Linked DNA regions of Sus scrofa: region 1 is linked to region 2. Evidence: chromatin contacts called from public HiChIP or PLAC-seq data. All regions are on one chromosome and are shown on one strand. Each heading gives the region's core, a stretch centred on a gene start, on an enhancer-like site or on the middle of the called end of the contact. The rest is flanking DNA. Distances are from core to core; before and after follow the strand shown.

Evidence for each region. HiChIP or PLAC-seq counts read pairs in DNA pulled down with a chosen protein or histone mark.
Region 1: a contact with region 2 is called in an H3K27ac HiChIP or PLAC-seq map of alveolar macrophages. The contact joins the promoter of C2H5orf24 here to the promoter of PPP2CA in region 2. A contact is called at or near these places in 1 of 5 promoter capture datasets (liver) and 2 of 2 datasets of contacts at active chromatin or transcription factors (alveolar macrophages and skeletal muscle).

What each region holds. Positions count from the first base shown.
Region 1 is chr2:137,034,308-137,040,648 of Sscrofa11.1, forward strand. C2H5orf24 (UPF0461 protein C5orf24 homolog) reads left to right here and starts at 3,664. Exons shown (of 2, transcript XM_005655017.3): 1 at 3,664-3,987.
Region 2 is chr2:136,518,070-136,524,971 of Sscrofa11.1, forward strand. It overlaps PPP2CA (protein phosphatase 2 catalytic subunit alpha), which reads right to left and starts at 4,561. Exons shown (of 7, transcript NM_214366.1): 1 at 4,282-4,561. The coding sequence starts at 4,383.

The DNA.
Region 1 (6,341 bases), core at 2,414-4,913, 520 kb after region 2:
GAAATAATATATATAAAATATTAAAGCGTATAAAACAGTGCCTGATAGATGGTAAGCATTCGATAAATACTAGTACTCTTACCGTTACAGTGGGTGAATGGGAGTGCATTTTCTTACGCTTTCTTTCAGTTTTGCTGTAAGCTGTATACCTAGCAAGGACAGTCATTGGCTACTGATAAACTGAAATCTGGAAAGTGAGATTCATTTTCCCTATGGATATCTTTCAGTTTAAATGAATAGTATTTAAGAACACATGTTGGAGTTCCTGTTGTGGCTCAGCAGAAACAAATCTGACTAGCATTTATGTGAACGCAGGTTCGATCTCTGGCCTCGCTCAGTGGGTTAAGGATCTGGCGTTGGCGTGAGCTGTAGTGTAGATCTAGGTCGCTGACTCAGCTTCGATCTGGCATTGCTGTGGCTGTGGTGCAGGCTGGCAGCTATAGCTCTGATTTGACCCCTAGCCTGGGAACCTCTCCATATGCCTTGGGTGCGGCCCTAAAAAAACAAACAGACAAACAAAAAAAACAGAACATGTGCTACCTCAATTGAAATGTCTTTAGAGGAAGGTTCCCACCGTAGTTGAATATTCCTTTTATGGCCTTCCTTTTGCCTGGATACAATCACAATTAATCATGCAAAAGTTTTACTAACTTGTGGTGGTTTAACAATCTGATCTGGCCTATCCTGAGCCAGTCTGAGGCCCTTGGAGAAGGAATGAGATATGCTGAACTGAGTCCAAATTTTATTTCGAAAGTGTACACTTTTGAAGAAGAAATGTTGGGAGATGAGTCTGTACTCTTGTAAGTTCCTTTCGTGGCTCAGCAATTAACAAACCTGACTAGGATCCATGAAGATTCGGGTTCAGTCCCTGGCCTCGCTCAGTGGGTTAAGTATCCTGTGTTGCCATGAGCTGTGGTATATGTCGCAGACACTGCTGGGCTCTGGCGTGGCTGTGACTGTGGCCAGCAGCTGTAACTCCAATTTGACCCTAAGCCTGGGAACCTCCATATGCCATGAGTTCGGTCCTGAAAGAAAAAAAGAAAAAAATAGTATACTCTTGGAGTTCCCACTGTGGCACAGTGGGTTAAGAATGCAGCTGCATTTGCTTGGGTGGTACTAGTTTGGTCACAGGGCAGTGGGTTAAAGGATCCAATGTTGCTGCAGCTGCAGCTCAGATTCACTTCCTAGCCTGGGAACTTCATATGCTGCAGGTACAGCCATACCAAAAAAAAAAAGTGCTCTTGTTACAAATAAAGTGATGACTAATGGCTATGCTCTTGAAAAAGCGTCTGTATTCAGCATTAGTTGTACATTGTACTTGTGTGTGATATTAAGACAACCTGAGATCATTATCAGAAAAAACAGATCGTTGCATGTAAGAGTACATTCTGATTGAGTTTTTTCTACTTCACCGGAATGTAAACTTCAGGGACCATGTCTGTCTTGCATCCCTGGTACTTTGAATTCAGTAAATATGTTGAATTGAGTTGACCAGTTGCTTGTCCATCATCACACAGCTAGTAAGTGGTAGATCAGGCATTTAAAGCCAATATGTTTCACCTGTTAGCACATTTAATTTCACAGCCCTACAGGAAATATATTATCTTCATGTCACCTATAGGGAAACTTTTGGAAAAAGCAGTGACTTGCCCAAGATACCTTTAGGCGGCAAGTGGCAGAAAGGGATTCAAACCGAGAAATATCTTACTTCCTCTGTTATTACTCTGGATGCTTCCCCTTTGGGCCTGCAAATCATTTGAGCTTATTAGTATGAAAGTTTTCTTCTTAAATGATCTTATGTACAAATGCCGTGTCAGATTAAAGTTTAAGGTTGTGGATTTGGACTAGTCATGATGTGGTATGGCAGCACAGCAGTGCATTCTCTCATTTCACTGCAATGATGGGATTACTGCTCTGGTGCCATGGGATCCATGGCATCCCTGCAGCACCAGAATGCGGGCTGGATCCCTGGCCTGGCACAGTAGGTTAGAAGATCTAGCGTATGCCACAGGGTGGCAGGGGGAAAAAAAAAAAAAGAGGAAAAATTAAACTTGTTTAGAGAAAATTTGTTTTTAAAAAGTTTTTGGAAGGCTACTTACTATGACCTCAAATCTGTGTACATTTTAGCTGTTTTCTATATTGGTATTTTCCTTTAAAAAATTATACTTTTTTTTCTTTTTTGTTTTTTTTGGGCTACATCCAAGGCATATGGAGGTTCCCAGGCTAGGGACCAATTGGAGCTGTAACTGCTGGCCTACACCACAGCCACAGTAATGCAGGATCTGAGCATGTCTGCAACCTACAGCACAGCTCACGGCAATGCCAGATCCTTAACCCACTGAGTGAGGCCAGGGATTGAACCCAAGTCCTCATGGATACTAGTTGGGTTCGTTAACCACTGAGCCATAACAGGAACTCCTATATATATATTTTTTTTCTTTTTATGGCCACACCTGCGGCATATGAAAGTTCCTTGGGCTAGTGGTTGAATCTGAGCTTCAGCTGCCAGCCTACACCACAGCCACACCGGTTCTGAACCACATCTGTGACATTCACTGCAGCAAGGCCATGGGTTGAACCCTCATCCTCACAGACACGATGTCAGGTTCTTAACCCTCTCAGCCACAATGGGAACTCCCTGGTATTCTTTTATATATGGATAATACTAGTACAATCAGTCCTGTGTTCTAGTATCATATAGGAGTAATTAGAATCATGCTATGAAACCCTGCCAGAATGAGCTTTCCTTTCTATGTACTGTGTTTGGTCTGCGTCCTGGCTTGTGTATTCACCCAGAAAAGTTGCTGATTTATTTCCTACTGGCAGCAGCACTGGGCCAAGTGCTGTCCTGTGGTAGAATTCAGTGCTAAGAATGACTTCCTCATACAGTCTTGATCCTCTTCATGCTGTCAAAGAAGTATCTTCCTCTCAGCAGTCTTCCTAATTCTGGATCCTCACCTTTCTGACATCTTCGAATTCACCGCAGGAAGAACTGGGGAAACTAATCCCTTCTAATGAGTGGCTTTTTTGGGGTGACCGATATGCCAGAAACCTCTCAGTAGCTACATATAGGGGGATTTTGTAGGCATACTGCTTGTCCCATCCCTTTCTGCAATGGTGGGAGGACTATGGTAATTCAGAGGTGGTCATGGTCATAAAAATTGTTTGAATTGAAAAAATTAGCCTCACAAAATGAGGTTTTTCATTATCACATGATCCTAGGACTGAGGGTCCAAACACCTCATATTTGAATATCGCCCATTTTATTTACAAGTGGAGGTTTCACACACACCCCCCATAAGTAAGTAAAGTGCAGCAGCTGAGTCCTTTTAATATACTTTGGGCAGCACTCAGCACAGTAAGGCATTATTAAATCTTTTTGCCAACAGCAATTAAAAGCAGTTTCTACAGCAGAAATGCTGGGTTCAAATCCTGACTCCATCATTTATTAGTCCTGTAATCTGAAAAACGGGGTCAGCAGTAGTTACAGCGTCACAAAACTGGAGTCAAAATTCACATCAGTAAATCATACCCTCTGTGGCCCCCAACCTGCCCCAGAACCCGAGCAGCTCGGGCCTAAGCCCCGCCTCCCGCCCGTCCCCACGCAGCGCAAGCGCAGCCAGGCTCCCTGTCCCACTCTCCCAAGCTTGCGCGCTGGCCGTCGGGCGGGAGATTGGGTCTCGCGATGCGCGTGTGCGTGTGCGTGCGCGGTCCTCGCGAGCTCGCGCACGCCGCTCCTCGCCGTACGGGGCTGTAGCGGCCTCTTCCTCCTCGGTCCCGAGAAGGACCGTGAGCAGTGGTTGAGGTCTGAGCCGGGGATCAGGGTCGGCGTCGCCGCCGCTGCCGCCCTCGCTGCCTGTCCTTCTCTCTTGGGCTCTCCGTGCAGTGCAGAGGCGCCGGGCTGGGAGGGGAGCGGTGCCAGCGTGAGGATCCCAGCCGATGGGCAGCCCCTGGACGCGCTGAGGGGCCGGGCTACTAGCGGCTGAGGTAGGTGGGCTCGCGGGGTTTTGTCAGACTGGCCGGAAGCAGAGTACGGGCCGCGGGAGCTCGTGGAGACCGCACGGAAGGGACGGAAACGGGGGGCCTTGCGGGCTGGAGAGAGAGAGATCGCCGACCTGCGCCCGAGGAGGGGCTCTGGCCTAGCCGGGAGCGAGAGGAGGGGCCCCGGCCGTGCCTGCTCTTCCCCGGGCTTGGAGCCATTATTGGGGGGAAATGCCTCCTGTGGCTGGGGGAGGGGTCACGGCTTCTTTTCTTCTCTTTGAGAGAGAGAAATCGGCAGTCACCCTCCACCACTTTAAATTAATGCCTGTGGGCTTCGAGATGGAGTCTAGATGGAGCGGTGGACTTGTACAGCTTGCACAACTCCGAGTGCATGGACAGTAGGCTATCAGTTTTGATTATCGGAGGGCGCACAGCTCCTTCTGTAGGGTGGGTGTGTATCTCCTGCAAAGTTGTCATTGTTAATACATCAGCAAACGCTGTCGGCTAACGACAGGTAATACATTTCTAGACGCCTCAAGTCAAGTAAGGATTCCAGCGCCGGGGAAACGGCGCCGTGGGGCACAATTAAGGAGTTGAAAGAAGACAAAGAAAGCCGTTATTTATGTTCTGACCTAGTATCAAAACTTTCCGGGGTGGGCCAGGAGGCGTAACGACTGGCTTTTGTTTTAGCTTTTGCTGAACAGACTTTCTGATTGAGGTCGATCACAAATGGACTTTCACTTAGAATTATAAAATCGTGTTGTGATTCTCTTTAGTCGTTACAAGCCAGAATGACCTGAGATAAACGTCTGACAATTATGTGTTGTTTGCTCTTTGGAAGAGAGCAGATCTTGGGCTTCAGGAAAGGAAGAATCTCTCGATGCCTAAAAATGAATGCTTTGTGAAGTTACTAAAAATAGTTAAAGCGTTCTCTATGTTGGCAGTAATGCCTCCACATTCACGAGATGGGAAAGGAATTATTTCATAGAGAAGAGCTGACTAAAAGGAAGTAAACACAGTTAAACAGCTTCAGGGATGGCAAATTTTAGCATATGCTTTAAGAATTCTAATTTAATCATAGTTAAAATATACAGAAACTCTTAGTTGACTCCCTTATATTCAGTGAACTCTTTTAAAAGATAATTTACTGTTGCTCTCTTCCATCCTGTGAACTATTTTAAAAGATAATTAGCATCTACATAATCTGTTCTATACTCTTGGATTTCATTCAGTCCACACTTTCTAGAAATACAGCATTCTTTCTGACTCTGTTAAGAAATGTGGCCTATATAACACAGGAAACTGTATTTTGTCTTGTGATAACCTATAACGGAAAAGCATCTGAAAAAGAATATATAAATGTGTGTGTGTGTGTATGTATATATATATATACACACATTTTTCTGTACACATGGAGCTAACACTTTGCTGTACACCTGAAGGTAACACAACACTGAATTAACAATACTTCAGTTTTTTTTAAAAATGGTTTACATTTTACAAAAAAAGAAAGAAATGTGGCCTGCATGCTTTCAGTGAACTCAGTAGTATAGTAGAGGAAAAGTTTTCCAAGAAAGAACACTTAGCTGGCCAGCCCTGAGGGTGGGACAAGGGAAGCATGATTAAGTTGTAGGATTGACTGTATATGCACATACTGCATACCAACAAATTCGCACCCACCGCCCGTGTGCGTATATAATGGTTATGTACGCAAGGATCTAATGGTGCCCATTTTAAAAAGTTGAAATCTCAAAGTAGAAAAGTTTTGGTTTTAGCTCTTTTTCTTTAATTAATTATTTAAATGAGTAACAGTCATAATAAATTTCTTTATCCAGATTGTTCAGCAGTTATTGAATAAGCAGAATACTGATTTCTTGGTGGTAGCAGGGAAAGAAACTGCAGAACATATAGAACACTTGCCCTTTAGAAATGTTCTTTAAGTCAGTATTTTACTGTCTTCCCTGGGATAAACAGCTTTGTACCTGTCTATTTTGTGTCCTAATGCTTAGAATAATGTTTTGCATGGAGTTGGCCTTCAATAAATGTGAGCTATGTCAGAAGTAAATTAACATAATACAAACCAAATGCCTAAGTTCCTGGAGAAGATTAAAGGAGTTGAAGATGGGTGATTTTTTTTTTTTTTTTTTGTAATTGAAGGTCTGTTTTTTAAATGGTGTGTTTTTCTTCAGTGTTGGTGTCTGAGTAGAGGGTATATGGTGGAATTTTGCTTCTGAAAGCCTCACATAATGTAAGCCGAGACTCTATGTCCTGAGTGAGAATAGATGGTGAATGTTCTGATATATTAAGAGAAAGTGAAGTTAAGGGAAGTAAGGTCCAAAGGGAAGGTTTTGGTAAGTTAG
Region 2 (6,902 bases), core at 3,311-5,810:
TTTTTTCAGAGGACAGTAATGAGAAACAGGTTAAGCAAAAAAGTGAAAAAGGTAACTGACAAACTTGACTAACAATGAGGTATGGGGAAAGGAACGCCAGACCAGCGTTATCGCCAACACTCTTTCAGTGCCCATCATTCTTTCTACAGTAGGAGTCTCACTTAGCCCTAGAGCCCATACACACACACAAAACTCTTGTCTCTGAGGGAGAAAACAAAGGCAGAATTGGGGGAACCTGTGTGTCTCCACCAAAGAACTGTTCACTTTTTTGATGTTCCTCAACAAGTCAATTCAAAAACAACTGCATTACCGCTTCAGGTCTGGGAGATCACAAAATACACACAGGCAAACAGGCTTGACTGTGGAAGCTATAAGGATAAAAAGGCATTTTTTAACAAACTGTAATAAACAATATGAATGTCAGTTACACTTTATTAGAGTATTTCAGAGCTCGGTCTCTGGATCATGATTTATACTATCTGAGAAAATACAGAAAATGAACTGGGGCTTTCATCTCACTAATCTTATGTGAGAGGCAAACACAGTTAGCCACCTTCAAAATTCAAGAATAATTACTGTTTCCTCCTCTAGGACAGACTAAGACAACAGAATGTGACATGAATAGCAAGTTTTCAAGCAATCAGAACACAAAGTTAGCTTTCTTTTACAGAGTTCTTGATTCGAAAATTCAATCTGGCCCCAATTCGTCTGCATCTTTCATTATTAACACTATTTCAGAAAAGAGAAGGGGGCTGTGAAGCAAGACTAAAACATTGGGCTTACAATCCATAACCCAAGCAATTTCTAGTTAGCCCTATAATCAAGTCATTTTACCTTTCTGAGCCTCGGGTTTCTAACTATAACCGAGGATCATTGCCTCATAAACCCGTTAAGAGACCAGTGTACATGAAAGAATGATGAAAACAACATTCCTCACCATGCTCCTCCCACAACTGCTTGTTCTGAATATTCAAATTAATCTTTATGGAAATAAGCCAAAAGGCCTTTTAAATTAAACATGCATACACACAAAAATATATTATCCACTTCATACAGGAATTTAACCTTGGCCAAGTATTTTGCAGGTCATCCAACTAGAAGGAAGAGGGCTGCTTTTTCCATACTCATGTAACAAATGTTAAAACTAAGTGAAGCCTTAATGATTGCATTTTATTTATAGCACCTGCACAGCAGTGGAAAACAGCATACCTACATAAGTAAAGAACTCCTCTGGAAAACAAAACAAAACAAAACACCTGGCTATCAAACAACATTCTCCACAAGTTTGGTAAGACCTGAAAACACAAGGCCAAAAATCATACCTAAATGAAACCACTGCTGATCCTAACAAAAGACTTGTAATACAGTTAATGTAAAAGCAAGTGGATACTACTTATTCTTCCAATCAGGAGATAGAAACATACCAGTCTAGATACACAGATGCACTAACCTCACTGACTACAGAACTGTGCCTACAGACAAAACTGCTTCACTCATCACAAATTTTTAAACAATCAACAAATTATGATCCCCAAAAATGACAAGGTATACTGCACACACAACAACCTTGGCTTTGATACAGACCTTAGTCACATCTTGTGGGGAAAAAACTTACATAGTTAATAACATAAAAACCCTATTCACCCTGGTCTATAAATATACTTTCTTATAATCAAAGAAATTATCAACTATTTCCAAATATCTACCTCCACCAAATATCTTTTCTTTAAAAAGAAAAATAATTACGCTAATTATTACACTAATGAAAAAAGGTTTTCCACTCAAGATTTTCAAAATATACAGGTTTTGCCAGTTGTGCTATTGGCCACACAAATATTAATAGTGAAAAGAGAACTTTTGTTTCACTAGAAAGACTTACTATACCTAAAAAACTGCCTTCAAGTTAATTTATTTTGGAAGGTTAATACAGTTCCCAAAGACGGAATACTTACAAATTAAAAACAGTATGAAGGCTATGTGACAACCTCCAAAAGGACCCATGTCTTGAAAATCTAGCATCAAAGATATATATATATATATATATATGCTCCAAGAATTAAAATCTTTATACAGTGGATGAGCAATGGGGATTTAAACATAAACTGATTAATCTCACTCCATCTTGATATTACAGAGACATAGCAAACAATATTTACCAAGGGGATCAAGCTTCAGTCCCCCCACCATAATTCCAATATCTTCTGCTGTCTCCAACACAGACCCTTTACTTCTGTGGTCTATCTACTACAGACTTCCAACCAGATTCAAGATCCTTAAAAATAAGCATGATTATTTTTCATTGCTTTTCACTCCTCTCATAAAAGTAAGCAATCTTGGATATCCAATAAGTGTTCAATATTTAAATACAGAGTACTATTTTAAAATGCAATTGTATAATCTCAAATGATTAGAAGGAACCCTGGAACATGTTTTAACTCTATAGACAAGAAAATGTGGACCAAGTGAAGTGATTGCCTCAAGGTCACAATTACTTGGTGGCAGAAAAAGGACCAGTGTCCAGGTCTAACTCACAGTCCAGTGGTCTTCCAACCACATCATTACTCTGTTGCAATGTTTGCTACACAAATAACTAGTCATCTAGCCAACTGCTGACTCAAAGTCTTTATATAGAGTTAAGTACTCAACTCTAAAAATCTTTAAAATCATCACTTACAGTATCCAAAAACTAAGACCTAACACTATACATTAAACAATTTTTAAAAGCCCACTTCCAAAACTTTAAACAAATGTCATTTTCATCTGATGTAAAAGAATTAAGGATCAAGAAGCAACAAAAGGCTCTACATTGCCAGTATTAAAATTCAGCTCCAAGAGATGATGTGCCACCTCATCAACTAGAAGTTTTGTTGAGGCTTGGGATAAACAAATCTGAATTAGACTTACTTAAATTGCAGTAATTCACAGAAGAGTTTCTGAAAAAGCCTGTTTTAGGAGCGTATATGTCAAATTTACGAATCTAATTTTCACATCAAACCACAAACGAGTCAGCGTAATTGCTTTCTAATAACTCTCTTCACTAATACAAAATGTTGATGATACTCCACCATTCTGTGGAACTAAAGATGCTGCAGAGTTATTTTTAAAAAGAGAAGTTGAAACATTCATGGTGGAGATCAGCATTTTCTCTACTTTAGAAAACTGAATTATAAGACTTAAACAGGCTACCTGTTTCCCCAACTCCTTGGGAAAAACAAATCAGAATTAGGTCATTTAAAATGGACTTCTAAAACAGACTACAACATTCCATTTTAAACGTTTGTGGGATTTAAACACTAAACACAATGACTGGAATACAGCAAAAGCTCGATCAACAGCTGTTAATATCATACTTACTACTTAAAGTCACAAATATACTAACAACTTTTCCAGCAGAGAGCAAGGATACAAAATCTGCTGGTCTTAACAGTTTATGCTGCTCATTTAAAAAACAAATGGCAAAATGCCAAGAACCTTAAGCTTAAAGAAGGGTTTCATACTATCCAATTTGAGTCAGCATATAAATCAGAGATTAAACTGACACTTGATTTCCAATCCCAAAGCTCCTATGTAGAATGACTCACCAAAATGTCTAATTCTTCCAACTATGAAAAATAAGTTATACTCCTCCCTATAACTACCACCATGACCTTCATTGAAACTTAGATTAAAAGCTCATTTAAAAATTCTCGAAAAAATGTACTAATAAGTCTCTGGAAAACACAGCTCGAGAGGTTTACCATAAACCACTCAAGACGATGCTAAATCTGCGTGACCTTTATTAGATAGGTCCCGGGATCCGGCCTACAAGCTTGCCTCTGGGGGACCCTCTGGACAGCTCTGGACCTAAGCATTCGGCCTGAGTACAAGTAAGAAACCTCCCACCAAACTCACAGAAGAGTCCCAGGCCCCATTCCCAGGCCGTAGAACCTAAGACCTCGTGCCCAGATATCAAAACCGTCCCTGACCCTTACTCGCAGGGTCTCCGCTCCCCCGCACCCTCCCCCAGCCACTTCGCTTCCAGCCAAGGCCGGGAAGCTCTGAAGCCCCGGAGTCGGGTGAACGGCGCCATTTTAGGCGGCGGTGGCAGCGACAACCAATCCCTGCGCGGGAGGCAGGGGGCGCCGGGTCGTCCGGGAGCCGCCGCCGGGCCGCGCCGGGGGCCGGTCTGGGAGGCTCGGGGGCCGGGGCCGCTGGCCTCCGCCATGTTGCACCCTCCCCGCGGCCGCTTCCTTCTCGGCGGGCTCGGCCCGCCCCGGCTCCCGAAGCCGGAGTGCAGCTCACCTTCTCGCAGAGGCTCTTGACCTGGGACTCGGACAGCTGCTTGCACTCATTCAGCTGCTCGATCCACTGGTCCAGCTCCTTAGTGAACACCTTCTCGTCCATGATGCCACCCGCCCGAACCGGCTGCCGCTCCGCGCTACTCCCGCGCCGCCGCCCGCACACGGGCCACACGCACACGCTGCCGTCGGCCCCCGGGGTACTTGTGTGGCTGCTGAAGGCTGCTCGGCAGTAGCGCTGCCCGGTTGACTCGCCCCTCGGTGTTCGGCTACCGGCCACTGACCTCCTCCGCTCGCTCTAGCCTTGGAGCTCGGCTCTGTAATGGCGGCCGCCGGCGTGGTGACGTCACGCCCGGCGTCAGGAGGTGGCGGGGTGAGGAGGGGTAGAAGCGCCGGGATACGAGCTGCGCAACTGCCGGGCCGGCTCTCATCTGCGGCCAGACCCGAGCGGGGGCGGGAACTAGGGGCCAGGGCGCAGGCGCGTAAAGTAGCCGGCTGGAAACAGGCACCTTCGCTTTTAGGGCGCGGTCCTGTAGAAGGGAGGGGCCGAGGGGGAAGGGAAGACCGAGTCCAAGCAGGGGCCTTGCTTATAGCTGGGAAGTGGGCTAATCTTAGAGCACTAAATCCTGCAGGGTGTAGTTGCGGACCAGGCGCAGGCGCAGCCGGGGTGCGAGGGTGGCTCCTTGTTGCCGGAGACTTTTTCCCTGAGGTGATACGCCTCGGCTCCTCACCTGGCGACTGCCAAAGCACGGAAACGAGAATTGGGCCCCGTGGCTCCTCCATTCTACAACAGCACTGGAATTGCTGCATCTTGGGAGCAGGAACAGGCGCCGAGTGGTAGCCAGGTTGGAGTAGCCACCCCTGCCTCCGGGTGCGGCCAGCACCTTGTAATTAGGTCAGTCGTAGGCGGAAGAGGGTGTACCTGCAGTACTGCGCAGTGCACCTGACTCCCCAACACACCTGTCCCCGGGCCTCGATGTCTCTTCTAGCGCCATGGCTGGGGCCTCCTAGCGCTCCTGGCTTCCACAGGCGCCGCTGCAGTCTTGCCATTGTGGCCTTCCCCCCTAGGTGGGCGCTTTCCTCCGACTCCGAGCCTCCAAGGGAAGAAGAAAACGCCCCCGACCCCACCCCCACCAACCGTCTGCCCACTCAGGCCTTCTTTCTAGAGGGAAGACCGCAAGGAGATGGACGCACCGGTCCTGATTGAGACCCGGTAGTGTTAGAAGCGGCTGTGATGTGCGCTTTAAAGAAAGCTCAGATACCCTAGGATCGGACCTCTGGCTATAAATCTCTTCGAGATTCGTGAAATGTATCCGCATTCCGTTGTCCTTGCATTCGCAGAAATATTTGGCTCCGTACACCGCCAGTTATGTTCAAGATTCATGCCCGAAGGACAGAAGGGTCATACAAACAGAGGTACCCTACCCTGACGGAGCTTGTGTACTTCCTGGGATGATCTGGGGATAGACAGGCAGAAGAGCCCTTCACAAAAGCAGGAAGATGAATGGCCAGTAACACAAGGGTAGTAAGCAGGGAAATGAAAACCACAGATTCCAGGTTTGACTCTCACCCATTTGGCAAAAACTGTCAACATCCAATGTTGGTGAGGATGTGGAGCAATGGGGTCTCTTATACACTGCTGTACTTTGGGACAACCACTTTGGAAAATCTGGCATTATCTAGTTAAGGTGTAGATGGGCACAACCCATGCCCAGCTCTTCTTCTCCTTGTTGTTTTCCCTAGAGAAAGTTTTGCACATGGACTTCAGGAGATAAGTATAAGGATGTTTCTAGCAGTGATGTTTGTTATACCAAAAATTGGAAACAAACCAGAAGTCCTTCAGCAACAGACTAAACAGTGATATATTTAACACATAGACATGTTGCTTGTGGTTTTTAGCCATGACAGTGTCCACAGAATCTCAGAGATGGAAGTTTTCCAAAGGACATTAAACCATGAAGTACAAGGCAAGAACTGAACCTGGTCCCTCTCTTTTAGACTCTACCCTCAATACCAGTCAACCCAAGCACTTGGCAATGTGCTGGAGAAGAGCACACACCCTCCAGCCCTGAGGGCATCATCTTGACCAAAAGGCTGAAGGTGGCCCTGGATGCAGAGATCAGCTACTGGCAGGACTGAAAGTTCTCCTTCATTCAAGATAAGCTGCTTTGGAGTTCCCATTGCAGCTCAGTGGTATTGAACCCGACTAGTATCCATGAGGATGCAGGTTCAATCCCTGGCTCTGCTCAGTGGGTTAAGGATCCAGCGTTGCTGTGAGCTGTGGTCAAGGTTGCAGATGTGGCTCAGATCTGGCATTGCGGTGGCTTTGGTGTAGGCTGGCAGCTGCAGCTCCCAGTCAGCCCTGAGCCTGGGAACTTCCATGTGCCACAGGTGCGACCCTAAAAAAGCAAACAAAACAAACAAATGAAGAACAAGACAAGCTGCCTGGCAAAGCAGACTGACTTGATCCGCCTGGGCTGAAAACTGCAGTTCTGCTTTCCCTTCATACCTGCCTGTGGTATGTCCAGAGGAAAGAACCTCATATCTACTCCCCACAAAACGTGTAACATATTTAATTTACCAGATTGGGAAAGAGTTCTTTTAATCCAATTTCTGACTATGTTT